Linked DNA regions of Mus musculus: regions 1 and 3 are each linked to region 2. Evidence: chromatin contacts called from public promoter capture Hi-C data. All regions are on one chromosome and are shown on one strand. Each heading gives the region's core, a stretch centred on a gene start, on an enhancer-like site or on the middle of the called end of the contact. The rest is flanking DNA. Distances are from core to core; before and after follow the strand shown.

The links. Promoter capture Hi-C pulls out the DNA fragments that hold promoters and counts their contacts.
Region 1: a contact with region 2 is called in a promoter capture Hi-C map of embryonic stem cells, with 3 times the contacts expected there. The contact joins the enhancer-like site here to the promoter of Scnn1g in region 2. A contact is called at or near these places in 2 of 39 promoter capture datasets (embryonic stem cells and hippocampal neurons), 2 of 484 Hi-C or Micro-C datasets (the N1E-115 cell line and cortical neurons) and 1 of 115 datasets of contacts at active chromatin or transcription factors (bone marrow-derived macrophages).
Region 3: a contact with region 2 is called in a promoter capture Hi-C map of embryonic stem cells, with 2.8 times the contacts expected there. The contact joins the enhancer-like site here to the promoter of Scnn1g in region 2. A contact is called at or near these places in 2 of 39 promoter capture datasets (embryonic stem cells and liver) and 3 of 484 Hi-C or Micro-C datasets (B cells, the N1E-115 cell line and embryonic stem cells).

The regions. Positions count from the first base shown.
Region 1 is chr7:120,938,432-120,942,499 of GRCm38.p6, forward strand. Polr3e (polymerase (RNA) III (DNA directed) polypeptide E) reads left to right here. Exons shown (of 21, transcript NM_025298.4): 15 at 565-624; 16 at 708-865; 17 at 1,318-1,379; 18 at 1,871-2,394; 19 at 4,059-4,068. Among named protein-coding and RNA genes, the nearest start is that of Polr3e, 23 kb to the left of the region's middle. Within about 2 kb of position 2,155, at least 34 of the 459 cell types and tissues checked have an H3K27ac peak or open chromatin away from gene starts, as enhancers often do. A contact at or near this core is called in embryonic stem cells, where this site is marked.
Region 2 is chr7:121,732,122-121,735,928 of GRCm38.p6, forward strand. Scnn1g (sodium channel, nonvoltage-gated 1 gamma) reads left to right here and starts at 2,358. Exons shown (of 13, transcript NM_011326.3): 1 at 2,358-2,422.
Region 3 is chr7:122,476,691-122,480,534 of GRCm38.p6, forward strand. The region is part of intron 5 of Prkcb (protein kinase C, beta); the gene reads left to right. Among named protein-coding and RNA genes, the nearest start is that of Gm51497, 180 kb to the left of the region's middle. Within about 2 kb of position 1,826, at least 59 of the 459 cell types and tissues checked have an H3K27ac peak or open chromatin away from gene starts, as enhancers often do. A contact at or near this core is called in embryonic stem cells, where this site is marked.

The DNA of each region.
Region 1 (4,068 bases), core at 905-3,404, 790 kb before region 2:
CTAGTGTTCGCATACCGTTGGGTTGGAGCCCGCAAGTGTATACGAAGTGTTACTATAGACAACAAGTAGCCATCCTTTCCTCTTGGCTCTCAGTGAATACTGAGAATACTTCCCCTCTCGAGAGTATTCCTGTGAGGTAGGTCAGGGACATGACAGCTGATGAGGCAGCGAGAGCTGTGGGAGCTGGAGCCTCTGGGAAGCCATGCCAACTACCAGTTGCTGCCACAGTGGAATGTCTCCATGCATAGGGCAGCATCTTGGTGCTGAATTCTCACGATGCTCTCAGGAGGCCCTGGGGATGCAAGAATGAACCAGATGGCCAAGGCCTCGTCCACTGAATACTTTGTTTTGGATTGAATGAGGCAGCCCAGCCTTCTTGGAGGAGAGAACACATCTGTAACATCTGTAAAGGCTGAAGGTGTCTCAGGTGTAGAGGCTACCCAAGGCACATACTAAGAAGAGTGGGGCAGAAGCTGCCCAGGCTCTGAGCTTCGCCTGTGCCTTTGCCTAGGCCTCTCTCAGGCCTGTTGCTGCCTCCTAGAATATGATGCCTTTCTTCCTCAGATGTGGAAGTTCACACAGAGCCGATGGGTGGTAAGAAAGGAGGTGGCAGCAGTGACCAAAGTAAGTGGTGTTCTTCATGACCTCAGGGCTCGCTATAGGAGGGAGCTTGGGGCTGGCGGTGCCTCACACTCCTCCTCCCGCAGCTCTGCGCTGAGGATGTGAAGGACTTTCTGGAGCACATGGCTGTAGTGAGAATCAACAAAGGCTGGGAGTTCTTACTGCCTTACGACCTGGAGTTTATCAAGAAGCATCCAGATGTGGTCCAGCGGCAGCACATGCTGTGGTCGGGCATCCAGGCCAAGTAAGGGCTTGTGGGGCAGCATGAGGGGTGTAGTAGGTGGCCCTGGCCCTGCCTCCCAGGAACAGCACACTTGGGCTGCGTCTGGGCAGTGAGGGACACTTGGGGTGGGGCTGTGTGTACCACAAAGATGATCACTAAATATCCCCACATCTTCTTACCGCAGGCTGATGCAGCCATACCCTTGGCTTGTCGTCTGCTTTGTTCTGAGGGCTAGAGAGGAGAAAGAAGGGCACTTAGTCTAGTGAGAAAAACAGGATTGTCATTCTCTTGACACTGGCCCTGGGCTCTGGCTAGGGGCTGGCGTGCACAGAGGGCTTGTATGGGAGAAGGCCTGGCTGAACCCTGTGTGCAGAGTGTTTTGGTGACCCAATGCCCTGGGCTTGGGGGCTTGTTCTGTGATGAGGCGATACAACGTATACGTTAGAGTTTAAAGGGTTTGTTCTTTTTTTCAGATTAGAAAAAGTCTATAATCTCGTAAAAGAAACCATGCCAAAGAAGCCGGATGGACAATCAGGTGTGTGTGGCTTCAAGGCTGGGTAGGCTTCCAGCTTGGTCCCTGGCCCAGAAGGGGCCCTTTTTGGGATCAGGCCCAGAAGAGGGCCATGTTATTTTCAAAGTTCATCCTTTCTGTGCTGACCTTCCTTCTCTCTCCACCCCACCACCAAGTTAGCCTATTGCTTGTCCAACAGGACAGCCTCAGTGGTCCCCACTCCCACCCCAGGAGGGCACTGTGTCCTTGAGGGCAGAGTGGAGTCTGAGACCTGTTGGATCAGCAGGTGGTGTTATAGGAGCTGCTGGAATCCCAGCAGGGCTCTGTAATTCTGTGCCCACTTGATTTCTCCCCTCAGTGTTAGATAGCAGAGTTCCTCCTGAGCAAGGAAGAGCGGAAGACAGCACATGGTTCCTTGCTTCAGGAGCTGCCTTCTGGTGTCCCCTACTCTCTGTCTCCATGCTTTGTCTGCCTGGGACCTGTACCCTTCTGAACCATAGTGTCTATCTACACAGCGCCTGTTGGTCTGGTCTCTGGGGAACAGCGGGTCCAAACAGCCAAAACCAAGGCCCAGCAGAACCATGCCTTCTTGGAGCGTGAACTGCAGCGACGGAAGGAGCAGATGCGGGCAGCCACAGTCCTGCCCAGCGTGCAGATCAAGGAGGAACCCCTGAGTGAGGAGGAAGCCGATGGGGCTGAGCTGGAGGCTGAGGAAGAGGAGCCCATGGACACTGCACCCAGCACTTGCCTCAGCACCAAGTTGGCCAATGGGCTGCCTGCTGGGCGGGCAGTGGGTGGGGACAGCCTAAATGGACACCCAGTTCCAGGCTGTGCCAGCAACCCGGTTGCCTGTGAACTGAAGGCTTTTGTGGAAGCCACCTTTCAGAGACAGTTTGTGCTCACGCTGAGCGAACTCAAGCGCCTCTTCAACCTGCACCTGGCAGGCCTGCCCCCGGGCCATATACTCTTCAGTGGCGTCTCAGACCGAATGCTACAGGATACGGTGCTGGCCGCTGGCTGCAAGCAGATACTGGTGCCTGTAAGTAAAACCTGTGTCTGTCAGGACAGGGTCAATCAGAGCCCTTCAGGAGGACAGCTGGGCGGTCTTCGCCTTCTTAGGAATCAGGCATGCGGAGAAATCTGTGTGTCTTGGCTCCATCTGTCTGTCTTAGGGACAGTGGCTGTGAGCCTGCGTGTGGATAGGGTACATGTTGTGTTCACTAGATGGCTATGTGAGTCTCAGGGCTCCCTGTCCTCATCTGAAGTGGGTGTGTTGGTTTTCTACCACAGGAAAGTAAGTTTGATAGGGCCCTAGGCACTATCAACGCCTCAGTAAACATAAGTCCTTTCCCCGGTTGGTATTTAGTTAGTCTCTAGGATATGAGTGGTACAGCTAGAATTTGAACCTCAGTCTAGAGGCTCTATCTAATCTGCTTTCGCAGAGATGAGATGAGCACTTCCCCTCGTAGGGAAGCCATGGCTTCCAGGCTATTTGACCATATAAGCTCTAGCCTCTGCAGTAGGCTTGGGGTGGTGGTGAACCTCCTTTACTTCAGTCATGTGGAGTGGGCTCCGCAGTGGGCTGGAGACTGTTGCCGTTGGCGGAAAGGAGTGTTTGGGTACAGTCTGAGGGAAGCTGTGTGGCTCATTCCTAGGCTCTAGCCAGCCCAGGAAGCAAATCAGGTAGGGACTGTGGGGAGGTGGCTATTCTGGCTTATATAGGGAGTATGCCATGTGCAGCAGCAAGGTCACAAGCACAAGGATGAAGCTTAGGCCAAGGCCCTTGCTTCTGTATGTAAGGAACAAAACAAGAGGCGCTGTGACCTCTATTGGTGGAATTTTCTTGCTGAGGTTTGCTTTTATAAGATGCTGGGATTGGGTTCATGGCTACCGCAAGTGGGGCCAGTATTCTGCAGGCCAACTTTTCTATGTCCTGGGCAGGAAAAGGATACTAGTCTGGTAGTAGAGATTGCCTAGGCCATTCACATGGACAGAGGATGAGGGACCTTCTGTGAAAGTGGTACTCTTTCCTGCTTAGCCATGCTCCTTCCTCTCAGAAGTGCTGGCATCTAGAGAACACCCCAGCCCTGTGTGGAGCAGTTTGACCCAAGGGCCATTTTCATAGCATGTCCAAGAAAAAAAGGTCATGGAAAGTAGACATAAAGACCCAGGTTTAACTCGTGCTTCACTCCTCTGCACTAAGGACCTATAGACAGTGAACATGCTTATCCTTTTGGTGAATGGGCAGGGCAACCCCTCGGCGAGGCTCAGGTTCTGTCAGGCTTTATGTGTTAGTGAGCATGGATCAGCTATAGGATCGAGACTGCAGGCCACAGTGCTGGCATCTCCCCTGACCTCCTTTTCAGACACCAGGACTGTCATCCTCTTCTGGTTGCCCCTGAAGCATGCCGCAAAAAAGGCATGGGAGTTTGCCAACATCTTGTTTTAGCTACTCTTCTTATGCTGTGCTTGTGGGAAACAGCTGAGCAGAAGTCGTAAGGAATACTAGGGAGGGGAGACTTTAGAACATTGCCAGGTAGATGCCTCCAGGCAGCAGCAGCAGCACACTGATGCCATCCCAAGCACCTGTTGGTGCACTGGCATTGCAGATTCCTCAGAGCCAGTGAGTGGGCTAGGTGGATTGAAGTGGGCAGAGCATGGGGTTGACAAGGCAGCGAAATGACCAGCTCATGCTTGGGCCAGTTTCCCCCAC
Region 2 (3,807 bases), core at 1,108-3,607:
GAATACATATATTCTTAAATACATGTATGTTTTAACACATACTTATATGACAGTTATACAGAATCTACTATTATTATGGTGTATATACTATTTTATACCTCTACTATCCCTTTTGGTATGTGAACTACACTGACCGAGTACATTAACATGGGGAAATTCCATTAACAGAAATTTATTCTGAGGACCTAATTAGAGATATACACAAGATTTTATATAAGGAATAATTTATATTAGTAAATACTTAGAGACCATTTACATAGCAATGAACTGAGCAAGTAAATAATTTGATGGGCTTAAGTACATGTGCCTAGGGGCTTAAAAAGCTGCCCCCATACCTCAGAAGATGGAAGACAGGGCTCTTCTGTAATATAAGAACAGACCATGTAATGTCATTTTATATAAAAAAAACCTCAATATATCTAGAAACAGTGTATATTTAAAACTTTCAGACTGGAGAGTTGGCTCAGTATTTAAGGCCATGCACTGCTCATGTAGACCACCCAAGTTTGATTCCCAGCACCCATATCAGGTAGTTTCCTACCACTTATAACTACAAAGGATTCTATGCCTTTTCTGACTTCTGCAGGAACCTGAACTCATGTGAATATTCTCTCTCTCTCTCTCTCTCTCTCTCTCTCTCCCTCTCTCTCTCTCTCTCTCTCTCTCTCTGACACACACACACACACTTTAAAAAATAAATCTAAATTTAAAAATAAAACCCTCATCACATTTAATATGTAACGGATACATGTGCATGTATATATGTATATATTCCAAATAATAATTGTCAGGTAGGTTTTCTAGTATGATAAACTACCACAACCAAAAGCAACTTGGAGAGGAAAGGGTTTATTTAAGCTTACACCACCAGATAACAGCTCATCACTAAGGGATATCAGGGCAGGAACTCAAGCAGGGAAGGAACATGGAGCCAAGAACTGCAGCAGAGGCCATGGAGGAGTGCTTTTTATTGGCTTACTCCTCACGTCTTGCTCCCTTGCTTTCTTGTGGCACCCAGACTTCCTTCCAATCCAGGGATGGCACCACCCACAGTGAGCTGGACCCTCCCCCATCAGTCATCAACCAAGAAAATACACCACAGGCTTGCCTACAGGAAAATCTTGTGGAGGCATTTTCTGAAACTCTTCCACCGAGTTAACATGTTAACTCATGTTAGCAACAAACTAGCCAGCACAATGATTCTACTAACTTATTTAGGGAGGGAGGTGGATTGCTTTGTTAATTCTTCACCGTGAGCATTGATTGCAAGAAATACTGCTTAGGGATTTTAGGGGATTTTTTTCTTTACGTTGATGGTCAATAATGCTTGACATGTTTCTACCCACCAAAAGTTGTGATCTTTGGTCAGGCAAAAGAGGCATCTCATGGGAAGCCAGAGGTCCAGACGTCTGAGACCCATGCCCCCCTGATGAAATAGAGCACAGGCTGGACTCAAATTCGCTATGTAGCTGAGGAAGGTCTCGTGCTTCTGAGCCTCTTGTCTCACCCTCAACCCCAGATCTAGCACAGTAAGCGTGAGCCACCACATCCAGTTTATATGATAGTGGGGATCAACCCCAGGACTTTGGTTATGTTAAACAAGCACTCTACCAACTGAGCTACATCCTCAACTCAAGAACCTGCGTTTTAACAAGGTCTGTAGGTGGATATGAACACGTTTATGTCTAAAATGTTTGAATACTTAGTGACACGCTGTCTTTTGTGGGGCCATGTTTCTTCCCAGCTCAAGGGGATTACAACTTGAATACCTATCTTGGATCCCTCACAGTTTCAGCGGTCTAAACTTATTTTTAATAGTCAATTTGTGTGAGTCCCTATGGAAAGACAATGACAGGCCCAAAGAATAAATGATCTGTTTAAATAGCTCCTGTTGCCCACAGCAGAACTCTAGATGATGCCGAAGCAACTGCGTATCCTGACCAGGTCGGAAGGGTGAGGGATAAGAGGCTGTGTGGAATGTCTTCTGGAACTGAGATAAGAGACCTCCTGCGACCTGGGTCAGAATGAGGCAAATGAGGTGACTCTACAAAGTACTCTGGGGCTGTGACCCAGCGGGAATGCAGGTTGCAGAGTGGCCTCTGGGAGGCAGCAAGCTTGCACGGTGCCACCACGAGAAGCAGCGCAGCCCGGGTTGAGGCGCGGAGCTGACTCTGGACAGCAGATGGCACTGCGGGGTCGCGGCCTTCTCCGGGCTAAGACAAGTCGGGGGTGGCCCGGGGAAAACACCTGGGCAGGTGTGGGCGGAGTTTGAGTGGGGAGGAAACTCTAGGGGCGGGGTCTGAGCCTGACCCACTGGCGCTCCTGGCCGTGCCACTTGGAGATGCTTGGCTTTATGAGGCCAGAAGAAGAGGAGCGTCTCCAGACTGTACACAGGCCAGCCGTGACCCTTCAGTTCAGAAAGGTAAGCCCAGCCGCGTCGGGTCAGTTCGATTCCGGGGTTCCAGGTACGTGAGCAGCCACAGGGCGTGGTGGCTTCCAAGAAAAAGATTATTCTGTCCACGGGTGGCGGGATGCTGAGACATCCAGAGCTTGGCTTGTGATACAAGAGCTGAGCGACAGGCGTTTCTGAGCCGGTGTGCGTGGGAGGAGCGCATCTCGGATCTTCTCTGCCTAGCTCACCCCACTTGAAGAGCATGCGTTTGACAGCGACTGTTCTTTCAGTCGCGGGAAAGTTTTTCTTTAGAGGTGCCTGCTGCAGAAAGAATCAAGCACTTGAAGCGGGCTGATTGAAAGTGGAGCCCTTGACTGCAGCGTTGCGATAGCTGGCACGAAGCAGACGGCTTTTGCCGCAAAACTACGCGCCAGGTCGCTTCCCAGACTGCAGCGAGTCAGTGGGGGTAGCTCGGTCCCAGGGCCTTGAGTCCTGGCTTCGGAGGTTCAACCTATTTCCGAATAGCACCGTGGCATGGCGGGAATCAAAACATTGCCCGAACCCAGGCTTTTGTGCCCAAGTTCTAGGATGAACAGAGCCTTGCAAACTGTCACTCCTCGCCAAGCTTCAGTTTCCTGACAGGGACAGAGGCAAGGTTCGGGGGCAGGTGAGGGAATAGAGAAGTGTCAGGAAGAAAAACGGGGACCTGGAATTTCGAAGAATTCGTTCGTTCTTTCATACTGTGTGGCCTTGGGCAGATTACCTAACTTCTTTACACCTCCATTTGCATCTCTGTGGGATGGGGATAGTAATAACACCTCATTTAGTCTGTAGTGAGAATTAAATTAGGTGCAAATGTTGGAATAGGAACCCTGGGCACGGTGTAGCTGTAACTGACGTCTGCCATCATTCTGCAGCAGCTGTCGCCTGAAACCACTATCATTATTTAAGCAATAACACAACTAGTATGTGTTCTTGGGTTCAAATCCTAGCCCGGACACTTTCTATTATGACCTTGGGCAAGCTACTTAGTCTATCTGTGTGTCTCTGTTTCATTTGTGTAATAGGGAAATGATGATATCTACCTGGGAAGACTGTAGAGCGCATTCTGTGAGCTAACCTTTGAGATGAGTTCTGAGCGTATCAGCTTCAAAGTCCTCTAACAGCACCGGGTTGAATCAAGGCCCATAATCTAGTAGAGCTACAATCTTGTTTTGCCTTAGAGTTGAAATATTTATGTGAACATTCTGGAGTCTCCTCTCGCATGACTGGCTGGTCCTCTGCGGACGAGATGAGTGGGAACCCCAAGAATCCAGAATTCACCTTTTGGCAAACATCTGACAGAGGGACCCATTTCTTTTCTTTTCTTTCTTTCTTTCTCTCTTTCTTTCTTTCTTTCTTTCTTTCTTTCTTTC
Region 3 (3,844 bases), core at 576-3,075, 740 kb after region 2:
GTTAAGTACTACACAGAGAAAGCCGGATCTGGAAAGGAGGGTGAGGAGAACTTGCAGTTTTAGCTGAGGTCTGATGAGTGAGCTACAAGATGGGGACTTTTGATTGAAGGCTTGCAGGAAGTGAAGGAGGAAGACAGGTGGTTCCCTGGAGGGAGGTAGAGGCACAGCACCTAGGAAAGCCACAGCATGGATGCTCTTGGCTCCTGGACCACTGTGTGTGCCTGCATGCCCGAGGCACAGCAGGACGCTGTGTTATATTAACTGGTACAGCCAAGAGAGCAAAGCCCAGCAGAATGCTTCGTCATCTGCTATAAAGATTGCTCTTTTTCTCCGAGTACAATAAGAGTCTCTGGTAGGTCCTACAACTCCTTGAAGGTGTGTAATTATCATTCGATTTTTTTTTCTCCTCAATGACAGCCAGCGTCGTCTCTTGACTTTCCACTAGGCAGAAGCAGCAGGCATGGAGCATGTGCAGTATCGTTTAACCTCCAAGGGGCCAATACACTTCCCCATTGTATAGATGAGGACAGGAAAGTTAGAAGGTTTAGTAAGGGGAAGCAAGAAGGCTTGGCAAGTAAAATGTTTGTGCGTCGGTATGAGAACTGAGCTCTGCCGCTCCGTGGTGCTGCAGGCCTGCAATCTCCTTGCTGGGAAGGCAGAGACAGGAGAATTGCTGGGGTTGCAGGCCAGCCAGTCTAACCAGGCTGATGAACCCTAGGTGAGAGTTCGGAGTAAGAGACCCTACCTATAATCACACACCACACACACACACACACACACACACACACACACACACACACACACTGGTGAGCAGGCGTGGTGTCAGAGGTTAAACGACTTGGTCAAGGTTACAGAGCTAGCACTTGTTATCTGGGATTCGACCTCCTGTCTGTCTTAATACAGAGACCTTAACACTTAATTATACTGTTGGACAGTGTTTTAATTCTTTAGGGATAGTGGAGACCCTGTGGCTTTTGGACCATAAAATTAAAAACTCTTTGCCAAGCTTGGGTGCGTGCATATCAATCAAGCCGAAATGAGGACTGCTCTGCGAACTGGGGAAGAAGGCTTCTTTTTTTCCGGAGAGCTCAGACCAAGCCACTGACAGCTCATTTACGTGATTCGGCTGCAGTTTGACAATCATAGTACAAGACTTGCATACAATTAGTCTGATGGTTCTTACACAGTCTCTTGGAAAAAAGAAAAGCCTTTGGAATTTTCCCTCTGTTTGGCCTTCTGCATGATGTAACCACGGCTTTATTTAGTTGGTTGTCTACCCCGGAATAGTGTGGTCTGCTGCCTTCTGCATCACTGTGGGCTGATTGAGGTCTTGTTTTCCTGGAGGGCAGATGCTGTTGCGCAGACCTGCTCTGTGGCTCTCCTCCCGCAGGATCATTCAAGCGAGCAGAACACGAAGGCAGAATTTCTTCTGTGCATGACAATGATTGCTCCAAGAGTAAGCTGGAGTCCTGTTAAATATGCAATGCAAATGGATTGTAAATGAGAAGTCTCCTCCGCAAGGGTCGGGAGGTCTGAACTCTGGGGGCCTCTCCATCCCTTCTTATCACCTGGCTCATGAACCTGACACCCCTTTTACAATCATCTTTTCTGGCCACCCAAGAGCTCCTAATGAGGGCAGAAGCTGCCTGCTCGTGTAACCCTTTCAGACACCTGGTGATTGGAAACTGGAGAGACAGCAAGCTTTCGATGCTCTGTCAGATGCCCTGAGTTATCATCAGCTGCCTGCTGGGCTTTGAGAAGGGCTGGGAAGGCGGTGAGAAGGCTGGGTAGCGGACTGCTATTGTCTGTGCCTCCTCCTCCCACTCTGAGCTGCGTGAGGCAGCCAGGGATGGCTGGATTTGGGCTCTCACGCAGCTGCCTTCTCTGACCCTCGCTGGGTGCCTGCCTCAGCTCAGAGAATCAGTCTCTGCAGGGATTTGGGATGAGAGCTAAGAGCCTGCTCCCCGGGTTGAAGATCAATGAGCCTTTGATTTTGTTTCTTCTTCCAGTCTAGCCCACTGTCTTTGCCTATAGCTTAAGAAACCCCAATCTAAGAGGCCTTTCAAATTGAAAAGTGAACTGGTCTGTAGGAAATTGTGGTTAGTAGAAAAAGACAAGTCATCAAAGATCCAGCTGTCTCCAAGGACACCCCGTGCCATCTTTTCCCTTCTTTCTTTGAATTTTTCTTTCTTCGTTTTTCCACCCTGCCTGGTGCTGAGGCTGGAACTCAGCGCCTTGTGTGAGTCAAGGCAAGCCCTTACCACTGGAGCTACCCCCAGCCTCAGCTTATTTCTTTGTTTTGTAGAGGCAGACACTTGACAGCTGTCAACCTGTAGGTAGCAGAGGAAGCCTAGAGTGGACAAAGTCCCGAGTGAGTGTGTTGTTGACATGGGCAACCCTCAGCAAGGACCCCAAGGCACTGGACCCATGGAAAATTGGCAAAGCCATTTACCCACATGGACCAGGCTCAAAAGGGCAACAAAGCTCTCTTCTGGGTCTGAGTGTTTACAGATGATTGGTCAGTGTGTGCAAAGACTAGCAACTGTAGCTTCCTCTTCCTCATCCCTAATGCTTACAGTCTGAGACTGCTCACTTACAGAGACTTATTACTGAGATCAGCGAACCCTGATCCCTGTGCTGTCCCTAATGAACACACCAGCGATCTAGGTTGCTAGAGGTCGTAGGTGCCTTACAAAGAGCATACTCCCACCTGAAGGGGGGTGAGGGGAGAGCATGTATGTCCTTTCAAGACTCAATGCATATGGGGACCAGCATGTATATATAGCACAGTCTGTACTAGGCACAGTGCTTAGTTCTTTTTAGTACTGATATGTTTTTCTCTTTGTTTATAGTTGGGGAAACTGATACTCAGAGGACTTTACTGACTGAGGCACACAGACAGACATGGACCTGGAGAGGGAGCTGAGAGTTCTAGATCTGGATTGCAGGCAGCTAGAGGAGAGAGTGATACTAGGCCAGGCATGAGTGTTTGAAACCTCAAAGCCCACCCCCTGTGACACACTTCCTCTAACAAGACCACGCCTACTCCAGCAAGGTCACACCTACTCCCAAAAGACCACACCTCCCATTAGTGCCACTAACTGTGAGTTTATGGGAGTCATTTTCATTCAAACCAACCCATGAAATTACCCACGGTGACTTGGCTTGGTGCATGAGCGTAACTGAAGTCTGATTCCTGTTCTGTTGAAGCTAAAGCCTAGGCCATTAGCCATTGTGCCCACACTGAGACTTTAGGAATGGAAATGACTTCAACTTGAGGGGTAGGTATGCTTTCCCTCCAGCCTTCAGCAAACACACAGCTTCCATTTCTCTTCTGCCTTGGAGCTGCCAGCTTTTCCCGTGGGGTTCTCCTTGGCTATGTATGGTTTACCAGATCTCCTCAACTCATGATGTTAGTCTAACCTGGGCTTAGTATAATCTCTTCTCAAGAGACAGGTTAGGCGACTTTCTGTTACACTTTTTTCTAGACATGATAGACAGGCAAATATTAGGATCTAGGTTTCTTCAACAAGGATATTGCTCTGCAGGTTTCCAGAGAGGGCCTCCTGCCTGGGACATGAGCCTGAAAGTCAATGCAAAGGGTTATTTCTGTAGCTTTGTCATTGGTGAGTCTTAGGCACGGGGTGCATTGGCTAGCCCCAGCCCCAGCCCCAGCCCCAGCCCCAGCCCCAGCCCCAGCCCCAGCCCCAGCCCCAGCCCCAGCCCCAGCCCAATCCTATCAGCAGATTATGTCTTTAGAGTGTTTATTGTGGAAAGAGATGGAGGTGCTGGCTGCCTTATGTCTCTGGTCAGTGTTCAGCAACTACTTGCTGAGCATAAGAGT